Linked DNA regions of Oryzias latipes: region 2 is linked to region 1. A link is a contact called in public Hi-C data. All regions are on one chromosome and are shown on one strand. The core of a region is the stretch at or near the end of the contact, and the rest is flanking DNA. Distances in the headings are between cores, read along the strand shown.

Region 1 (5,061 bases), core at 485-2,984:
ACTGAACCACTGTCAAGTTACAGTCCACTGATGCACCAGCTCGATTACAGCTGCCATGAGAGCGCTTGAGAGCCACATGGACGACCCAACTGGTATTCCGTTGTCTGAGAGTGAGCCAATTCAAACTCTTTCTTACGTCGGAAAATCGTGATGCTGAATTAGCAGGAAGCCGGTTGAGATGTTGCTTTTGGGCCAAATTTAAATATGATTGAGTTTTTTTTGCCAAATGGCAAGACATTCCCACAAACTTCCACATGACAAAGTAACTGTCTTTAGTGGGGGCATGCACACCCACACACTGGATAATACGTCTGTGTCGTATTTGATACCCTTCTGCATGGCATCAAGGGCTCAGGTAGCCTGATGCTATAATCATGCTGGGCTTGAAAACGTGCGTTTAGGCAACCACTTCCAATGAAATATCCATGTCAAAGGCTTCCGCGTTCGAAACTCTCCCGTTCACACGCCACTACGTACGTTTTGAAGTCCATATTTGTGCTCTGCGAATACAAAATGCCCCCAAGTTAAACTAGTTGACTAGTTTGACTATTCAGGGACTCCGATTTGGTGGGTTCATATCCTTTTCCAAACATGGGAGTACCAACCGTTGATCACGAAGGAGAACTTAATACTGCAGATTTTATCCTGTCGGAATCGTATGACACCAAGTCTTTTGTTTATCAGAATAGAGCGGTGAAAGAAAAACCCTGGAGCGAGATTCACGATATTTGGACCGCTTTGACATTTCGCACCAAGCGTCTTCCAAATGTAGGTACATGCGTTAGTATGGCGACAGTTCAGTAGGAACTCTGTATGCCTAATATGAGTAAAAAAACCTACAAATGCCTGGTGTGCTCGAAGCATTGGGGTGCAGCGATTCCTGTCATGATGTCTCAAAGAACCTGGTGCTGAATTATTGGTAGTTTTTTTTGATTATTTGTGTGTTTTTTTGGGGGGGGAGGAAACGTCAAATCTGTTCAGAAGCTCCCATCTTTAATTGAACTGAGCGGACAGCTGTAGTCCTGGTGTGTCGACCACAGTGTGTGTGTGTGTGTGTGAGAGCTGCTGACACATTCGCAGAGTTGTTACTGCCGGTGGTTGTAGTCCTCCGTCTCAGACGCACAGCGGAGGGGAGGGCGAGGAAGGAGAACACAAGAGAGGCGAGGATGGAAGGAGGATATGATCCGATGTGAAAAGGGGTGGAGAGGGAAACCACAGAGAGGAAAAAGAAGAAGAAGAAGAAGAAGGGGGGGAAAGGGAATGACAGACAGACAGACAGACAGTGGGTGGGTGTGGAGGAAGCCAGGATGGAGTCAGAGCTGACAGGGTGGTGTGACATTTTTCTGCGAAGGACAAATCGTTCCCTAAAAAAAAAAAAAAAAAACTAAAAAGAAAAAACAAAGATGTGGAGAAAGGGAGGACAGAGTGACACTGCGGCACAGACTGCGGCAATTTCAAAACCCCTTTTTTCCGGCCAATTTTATCGCCAGGACTCAATCAAAGATCGCCTAATTGGCTCAAGTGTTTGGACAAAAACCGGCACACGCCGCGTATCCCCTCCTAAAACCATCATATGTGCGGGATTTGTACAGACGAGATTAAATCATCGCCATCTGTCCCCCCACCATATCTCGGTTAATCTCTCATTTTCATTCACTGAGTCCTCATTATGTGAAACCGTGGCGACGTAAGGAGGCTGTTATCCAATTTCCACTGGTTTACTAACCTCTTTCCCAGCTGAACCGCTGCTGCTCACTGTCTCCTCCCATCTCCCTCCGCTTCAGCGGAGGCTTTTTAAGGACACGGCGTACCCAGTGCCCTCTCCTGCCTCCTCCTCCTCCTCCTCCTCCTCTGCTCCACTTTCTCCCATCCTCCCCTTACCTACATTACAGCAGGTCCTTTCTATTGTGTCTGCCACATTTTTTTTTTTTTGTTGTTGTTGTAGCTGCTCTGCATTCCTAACATTCCATTCTCCAACATCTGGGCTCCAGAAAACTTGGAGTGGAGAGTTTTTCCCTGCTTCCTTTCAGGAGGATTCAAAAGCAGAGGTGGGGGGTGGCGAGTAAGTGGGAGAAATTTGACAATTGCACAAGGGTGTGGAAAAAAGGTGCGTCTTCAGAAAGGTGTGTGTGGATTCCTGCAGTGCAATGGGCGCTCAGGTGCACCCCGTCGGGATAAATCAGGCCCTGGCCTCATGCAGCTGTATGCTTAGCCATGGCTCTTGGCACCGGCTGGTATTTGGCATCTTCTTGACAGAAGAACCCAGGAGAGGGGTCAGCAGAAATGCAACGCAGATGGGGGAGGTGAGGAGGGACAGTCTGTGAGCAGAAATGGGGATAAAAGTGGAATTCAGATGGGTGGGGGTGGTGGCGGTGGGGGCAGTGAGTGCACTTTTTTTTTGATCTGGCCCACTGTTGTACCGCATGAACCAGTAGGATCAAACCTAAAACCAGTGAGTTGGGATTCTGACTGTCCACGAACAATAGGAGAGTTATGGAAATATTTAAAGCAAGTCTTTAATAAAAAAAGAAAAAAAAAAAGACAGTAATACTAGTGAATTTTTCCATTTTGGGAACACAACATAAACTAGAAGGAGCTTCCCGGAGAAAATGCAGGGTTGAATGCTATATTGTTGAATGAAAATGAAAAGGGTAGTAATTGGCAAAAAAACTTGAAAAATTAAATAAAGAAATTATGAAAGTTGACCATAAATAAAGTGAAAACAGCACAATGACAAAAAAATATATTTTTATGAAAAATGCCAGTGCCGGGTATCGAACCAGTGAGCTTCTGTACCGAGGATTCCTCTTGTATTTCAACGAAGACAGAAATCCTGGAGAATCCGGGGATATCTTGAAAAATTCAAGGATCTGAAGGACCAAAAGTCATAGCTGGAAAAAGCGAAACATTTTAATGGTTGAATAGTTAAATTCAACCATGAAAACTTGTAGGAGTTACACTGCAAAAAAAAATGGCGGAAGATACCATAAAAAAAATAGAGAGACAGGAAATCAATGGGTTGAAAGCTTTATAACATTCAACCAAATATAGTTTTTCTACTTGGTGCAGACCTAGGTGTTAAAAAAGTACCTCATCAGAACGGAAAAATGTTATTAAGACTCAAATTTAGGCAAAATGGCAGTGTCACGACAGGTCAAAGAAAGTGAGTTATTTTGGTGTCAGTGGTGACATCACTGGTGTTAAAGGGTTAAAAAGCTAACGTGCGAATAAGGAGGTTAGGGAGTTGATCCTTCAATGACTATACTCTAAATGAGTTGAAAAACGCCCAACATGCTACTTCATTCAAGTTATCAGACATGCTGTTGCCAAATAAAAAAAAGGTTTGTAAAACTTAAGAGGTAATTTGTTCTACATTGTTAAGCACAAGAATATAAAAAGGATAAATGAAGCAACAACGTAGCGACAAACTGTTCTACACATGAACATGCCCCAACTCCGATGCTCTTGATATTGTTTCATACTGTGGTATTTATTCCACAGATGTGTGGTGGATTCAAGCCTAAAGCAAGATATGTTTGGTGACGACACTGAAGGAAAGCTGCAGGGCTCGCTAGACTATTGACAAAACCTTGCAGCCTCCAACGAACTGTTTTCTTTGACGTTATTCGTTTATTTTTTGTTTGTGTTTGCATTCATTTAAGCCTGCAATCAATTGTATTGTAGATACAGACTACTTTTTAATTGTTGGGATTGTTACAACCAAAGACTCCAATCCAATCTTTCTAATTTTGAAGCAACTTTTAAAATAGCTGTTTGCTGGATTGATTTGTTTTTTCCTTTTGCAAATGTTGCTTGGAGGCATGTTAACGCTGGGAGTGGGGTCATCTGGACCCCACAAGATAGCACAAGGGCTAAAGCAGTTATTTGATCATGCATACACACTTGTGAGATTAGTCGAGAACTGATGGGTTAATCCAACACCTTTAGATGTTTCCTTTTATTAGCCAGGCCTGAGGGCTAAGCAGCTATCAAAACGCTCCCAAAACCAAGTCAAAGTTGGGTAAATGTTGCACAAGAAATCAGGAAAATGGACGGACGAAAGTGAAAAAATTTGGTAACATAATGATTTGGGGTTGTAGCGATCAATTTGAACAAAGATTCGATTCATATAATATAATTCTTGATTGACGATGTGATTCATAGTCAATTTTGGTTCCTTTTTTAACGATCTTATTCACTAACTTAAAATCAACCTAGGACATCTTTAGCCTCAATCCAAATGGTATTTTTCCAGTATTGATTATTAATTTCATTTTGAAAAAATATCATGAGGTCATAGGTCGAATCGGTTAACAACCTGCCTCAGACAGATCGATATGGTTGGATTATAGGATTATAAATCGATTAATCGTTACACTGATTGAATTGACTGATGCTTTATTCATCCGGGGGTTGACCCGTACGGCGGCTGAGCGTTTTTGGGTTGTCCAGGTTTAAAGACCGTAAAAAGGTGCACAATCTTAACCCTTGTGCTATCTTGTAGGGTCAAAATGACCCCACCCTTCCATTGACGTGTTCTCCCTACCATGACAAAGGTGGATAAAGGTGGAGACGATTTCATGTAATCCATGGACACCAGTGAAAATCACAAATCATTGAAGAAAAATTGTTCAGAGCACTGTCTAGTGGGTCTAGATGACCCCACTACCAACGTTTAAGTGCCTTGGACAGCACAAGGGTTAAGGGGAGTACAAGTGTATGTTGCAATTACTTTTAGGCTTGTTCGGCCACCTCAAGAGATGTCACAAAAATGGAACATGCAATTTTCGCGCATGTAGTAAGTGTATCGCAAAATATTTACACACACTTATGATGTACGTGTGATGCTGTTGTATGGTGTCCTTACGCCACACTTTAGTCATAACTAAGGTGTGAGAACTGGTTCCTTGCTGATGGCGTACAAATGCTGCACGCACAGGGTGTGCAAGTGATCCTTAAGTGCCTGTAGGACACACGCAGGATGTCAACACAAACTGCATTCTGATTGTCTAATTGATTTCTAGCAGTTGGGCTCCATTTAAGTAGTCAACACTTCTGTCT
Region 2 (5,488 bases), core at 798-3,297, 68 kb after region 1:
GCAAGGCCATGATAGACATTATGGGATGAGGCTGGAAAGTTCTCAAACAGAAGTGGAACAGCTGGCTCCTTGGATCCAGCTGTCAGCTAGATGTTTGTTTGTTTTTTTCCGTGTTCTTGCAAGTCGAATAAAATTGAAATGCCTTTAGTAAAAACGAATCTAGTTTTAATTATTGTTTATGATCTGACAGTTTCAGAAGATTTAGGTCATTTTTATAGATTTAGCAGTGGTACCCCAATCAAATTTGGGGGCACTGGGCTAAAAAATGTAAAGAGGCCCCCCCTAAGCTAGTGTTCTCTATCATAAAACAATCCAATATAACTTCAAACGAGGGTCATGCATTCCGTTAAGTCAAATTTAATAAATTTTTAGGATCACTTAGAGCAGAAATGAATGTTCTTTAAACAGCAGTCCTAGCTAAAGGTGCAGGGAACCTTAAACACAACCCGTCCACTGCTGGAAATGTATCTCTGTCCAATAATAAAAGGACTATGTTCACATGTTCCTCAATAACCAACTAATGTTAGAGCAGCTGTTACTGTTCTGTGATCAAATGTTACTTTGTGTTCTCGCAAGGTAAGCGAGATCTGGGGTTAAACTGACTTTCATTTTTGAGTAATGCAGACATTTCACAGACACTGTATTTTAACTCATAATACCTTTCAATATAAAATATTTTTAAAAATGATTGAGTTTAGATTTTTTTTCAAATTTAAGTCTTTTTTTGTTCAGAACCGATGTTTGTATAAATTTAAGCCTGGATACAATTAAAAAAGAGAGCTTGGAAGTTTGGAACCCCATCCAAAGCCTTTTTTGAAAATTTGAACATTGTCATTCATTCTAGTACTTGTGCATATGATGTTTATATGTAAGGTTTTATGAAAAGTTCAATTTAAGCATGCTAGGTACACTGCAAAACCAAGCCCAGTAGAATTAAGTAAAAAAAAAATCTTAAAATGTCTACATTTTTCTTTACATAAGCAAAATCTACCAATGTGGTAAAAACAACTGTATCACCAAAAATTCTATGTAAAATTAAAGTCATTGAGACATGATTCCTTGAACTTATTATTATTTTGCAATTGAAAAACTTTCTTAAGAAAATATTTTTTCTTGCAACTCAGAAAATAAGATTTTTTTTCCTTTAAACGAGGGTCTTTTCGTGTTCTTTAAATTTGAGTTATTGCAGTGTAGCGTGTTTAAAGTATAGTCTAAACATTAATGACCTTACAGTGCAAACTAGAACTCCAATGTGCGGAAAAAAAGCTGTTTCTCCTTAACAAAAATGTTTACTTAAATTAATACAGCAATTCCTTTTACCGTCTTTTTAGTTACTTTAAATATATTTACATATATGTTTTTACTGCTGCTAATTAATATCGTTTTATTTTTTTTCAATGCTCCAACAATTTGTATTTGTTTGATCAATAAAATGCCAACTAATGGCGGAAACAATATTAGCTAGTAATTTTGTCACTGTATAGTAAAAGGTTTGACAAATAGTAAACAAACTGTTCAAGGAAGTGAAGTGACATTGTGCTTCACAGCAACTTTAAAGAGATAATAATTAGTTGGAATGCCAATAAAAGCTGAACTTTACACTCAATCCATTTTGTCTGTAGCTGCAGAAAAACAGGGGAAAGGGGAAAGGGGGGTCTACAGGAGTTGCCGCCACGTGTGCTCAAACGCTTGCTTTACTGTGAAAGCGAGCTCCGGATTGGTCAGGAGACGGAGCACGTTATTTATAGAAACGATTTGATTGGCTGTCGCCGTTGAGTGCAGAGGGAACACAGCGCAAAGCTTCCAGACAAGGGATTCCTGAGCGTCTCGTACTATGAAAAAATAGTGCAGTGCTAAATTTATTATATCGCTGGAGAATTTGATTAAGAGTGTAATTTAATAATAGAATACGCTTATTGGTGGGACGGAGGGTGATATTTGTCAAAAACATAGACTGTAAGGTTGAAATTAGACGAAAGTGTCGGTTTGTATTGGTGGCGGAGGGATACAACGAGAGGGGTTGCGCGTCAAAATATTGGCTTGGGAAGACCGCGCCAAAGCTCAGACAGCGGCCACTCTCTGGGATAATAACATACCGTAGTGGCCATTTAAACGGCGAGTACTACAGCTGCATCGCGTTGAAGAGTTTACTTCTTTATTTTTTTTCTTACAAAAGCGGACCCTTTTTTATTTGCGCCGGAACAAAGTGGCCAGATTAATGCTGGTTGTCGGCTGAGCTGGCAGCGACTTCACGGTCGTGACACGACTTTGACGGGCGCGGTGCGGCGGAGTTGGCGCACTGCTGGACTGGATTTACTTCACTGCAGCCGCACCATTGCAGAAACTGCGCCTCTTCTTAAATTCTATCTTTATTTTTGTGTGGGAAAGATTCCTCTAGATAGTCACTCAAGAACCGTTTACAGTTGATTTTCCGCTCGAATATGCTGCTTACAAAGTTAGGTTCATTTTCGCACATTTGCAATCCTTCAAGTATGGACCATATTCCAGTGAAGATACTCCCGCCGGGTATGTTGCCTTCAATGACCGTCGTTTTTTTTAAGATGAAAGAAGCTCCTTAACGATTTTAATTAAATTAATATTTTTCCTTGCAGTTAAAGTGGAGAAGGAGCCCTTCGAGAGGGTTTACCAGGTGGGGTCGGTGCTGGGCAGCGGAGGGTTTGGGACGGTGTATGCCGGCAATCGGATCTCCGATGGCGCGCCGGTAAGGACATGGCGAACTTTGTGTTTTCATCCCCCCATGTGGTTCGGTCGACCTTAACAACGTGTGCTTTGTTGTTCCAGGTTGCTGTGAAACACGTCGCGAAGGAAAGGGTGACAGAGTGGGGTTCAATTGTAAGTCCCCGTGTGATTTGTTTTGGTCCCTGCCACCCCCGCGATTTGTCACCGGGGGGTCTCTTCTGTTACTTTAAAAATCTCAATTGTTGTCGCAGAACGGAGTCATGGTTCCGTTGGAGATCCTGCTGCTGAAGAAGGTCAGCTCGTCTTTTCGGGGAGTTATCAAACTGCTGGATTACTACGAGCGGCCGGACGGCTGGCTCATCGTCATGGAGAGGCCCGACCTGGTCAAGGACCTGTTCGACTTTATCACCGAGAAGGGAGCCCTGGACGAAGGCACGGCGCGCGGCTTTTTCCGCCAGGTTTTGGAGGCGGTCCGACACTGCTACAGCTGCGGCGTCGTCCACCGGGACATCAAAGACGAAAACCTGCTGGTGGATTTACGCACCGGGGAGCTCAAATTGATCGATTTTGGTTCAGGGGCCATTCTGAAGGACACGGTCTACACGGATTTTGACGGTGAGGAATCATTTTTATCCTTCTTGTTGGCTGTAGCGTTTATTGTTTTTATGGTCGTGGATATGCATTAAGCTAGGTGTCGCGCGTGCCCTTTCCTGCCGCGCTATATTGAGACGCGGAGGCGTTCACTGCCGCGTGACGCAGTGTTCTGTTTTTGGTGGAGGGTTTTCCTCGCCAAGTCTCCCGGTCTGTTGGTGAAAATATCACCGAGGTGACTCAGATTTTTCATGCAAAACAGAAATATGTGACTGTGCTGTTTATCTTTTGCTGTTTCCGGTCATTAGTTTGTCGCCGTCTGAGTCACGGTGCCACGTAACATCTGTTTGTTGTGAAACCCGAGCCGGCGGCTCACGTGATTGGCTCACGTTGGGATCTAAATTCCTCCTTTCATGAGGGAGGGGGGGTTACGAGACACAAAGGGTGGGGGCGCTTTATTTCTTTATTTGGCTTTTATGTGAAGGCTGAAAAGTGATGCATTCGCTGTCACTCAACCTCCCCGCTTTTTCCTCTTTTGTTTTCTTGCAGGTACAAGAGTTTACAGCCCACCTGAGTGGATCCGTTTCCATAGATACCACGGTCGCTCGGCAACAGTGTGGTCGCTAGGCGTGCTGCTGTACGACATGGTGTGTGGAGACATCCCCTTTGAGCAGGATGAGGAGATCCTCAGAGGAAAAGTCTACTTCAGGAGGAGGGTCTCACCTGGTAAGTCACAGGGTCTCAAACAGAGTGGCTCTGACGCCACCTAGCTGTAACCGGTGGTACTACACCAACCCCACTCTGCAGATTTTCTTAAATTAATTTTGGGTGACATAATAGTGATGTGTGACGCATTCTGTCACCTCCCTCAGAGTGCCAGCAGATCATCAAATGGTGCCTGGCGCTGCGACCCTCCGACCGGCCCACTCTGGACCAGATTTGCGACCACCCCTGGATGAGGATGGCGTCCGAATCGCCCAAGTCCTCAGAGGAGCCGGCGGCCGGAGAGATCCGCCTACGAACCATCGGCACAGACTCTTCGTCAAGCACAAGCTCGAGCAAGGAGAGCCTCTGAGCATAGCTCTGATGGACTGAAAGGACTTTCTGGGGGGGGTGAATCTGGGTATCACAGACTTTGGAGGCCAGCGGGCTGAGAGCGGCCCGGTTCTGCTGGCCGTGCAAGAATTTTCTTTTCCTCTTTTGTAGGGAATTTATAATTTATTACTGTTCTGTTCTAACCCCCCCCCCCCTTTTTTTTCATTTCAGTTAAATATACTTGTTTCCTGATGAGGAACATTTTTTGCTATTGGGGTGGTCTTACCAGCACTATTTACCCCCCCTCACCTTTTCACTAGGTTTTCTTTGTTACTAGGCTGGTAAACGGCTGGCAAGGCCCTCCTACGCAGACATGGCTGCTCTCATAGAGCTTGTAGAAGAGTTATTTAAATGTTTTATTTTTGATTTTTGGAGTGCCTTTTTTTCTTTTAACTAGAAAGCTGCTTTTCTTGGGGGTGGGGGGTGGGCTCTTTTCTGTTGTGACGGGCAGGTGTCGCCATTTATATATACATTTTTTCTTTCTTTTCATTTTTAAATCTCCGTTGTTACACACAAATCACCCACTGGCCCAGAGGCGCCGCCAGGGGAGGCGGAGCCTCTTCCTTTAAAGGCGGAATACTTGAAATCGACTCGACGCTGCTCCTTCACTCGAAAAGCCTGAACAGCTGTTCAGAAACTGGATCTTCTGTTCTGAATGTCTGCGACCTGTTGGTGACGCGCCGCTCCACACCCACCCCGCTCAGCTGTTGCAGGAGAGTGGGCGGGGTTTAGCATCCTCCCGTTAAGGTACCTCCCACCATCTCACTACTCGACATGCCCCCCTGCCCCCTCCCTTCTCACTCCTGACCTCTTATCAGAGTTGGGGGTGTGAAATGCACAAACAATGCAATATTCATTCATTTTTATTATTTTTCTTTTTCCCCCTGCAAATGTACAGGTTTTTTTTTCTTATTTGTGTGTTTTTGTTTTTTTCTTCTTTTTTTTCCATTTGCATTTAATTTATTTGTACACATGTAGACATTCCACACTCTTGTGGTTATTTATTTATTTATTGTCTACAATCTCCCCTAAAAGAAGATGAAATGCATATCCTCTATGGCCTTTGATTTATTTGCATTCCTATAACTTATTTTTTACAGTT

The links. Hi-C and Micro-C count contacts between places; a contact is called where the count stands out from the background.
Region 2: a contact with region 1 is called in a Hi-C map of embryo, with 1.8 times the contacts expected there. The contact joins the promoter of pim3 here to the enhancer-like site in region 1. A contact is called at or near these places in 2 of 5 Hi-C or Micro-C datasets (embryo and fibroblasts).

Annotation. Positions count from the first base shown.
Region 1 is chr23:7,188,712-7,193,772 of ASM223467v1, forward strand. No RefSeq gene overlaps it. Among protein-coding and RNA genes, the nearest start is that of LOC111946949, 4.1 kb to the left of the region's middle. Within about 2 kb of position 1,735, at least 1 of the 8 cell types and tissues checked has an H3K27ac peak or open chromatin away from gene starts, as enhancers often do.
Region 2 is chr23:7,256,317-7,261,804 of ASM223467v1, forward strand. pim3 (serine/threonine-protein kinase pim-3) reads left to right here and starts at 2,048. Exons shown (of 6, transcript XM_004082907.4): 1 at 2,048-2,526; 2 at 2,613-2,722; 3 at 2,803-2,853; 4 at 2,952-3,315; 5 at 3,841-4,017; 6 at 4,164-5,488. The coding sequence starts at 2,442. The coding sequence ends at 4,366.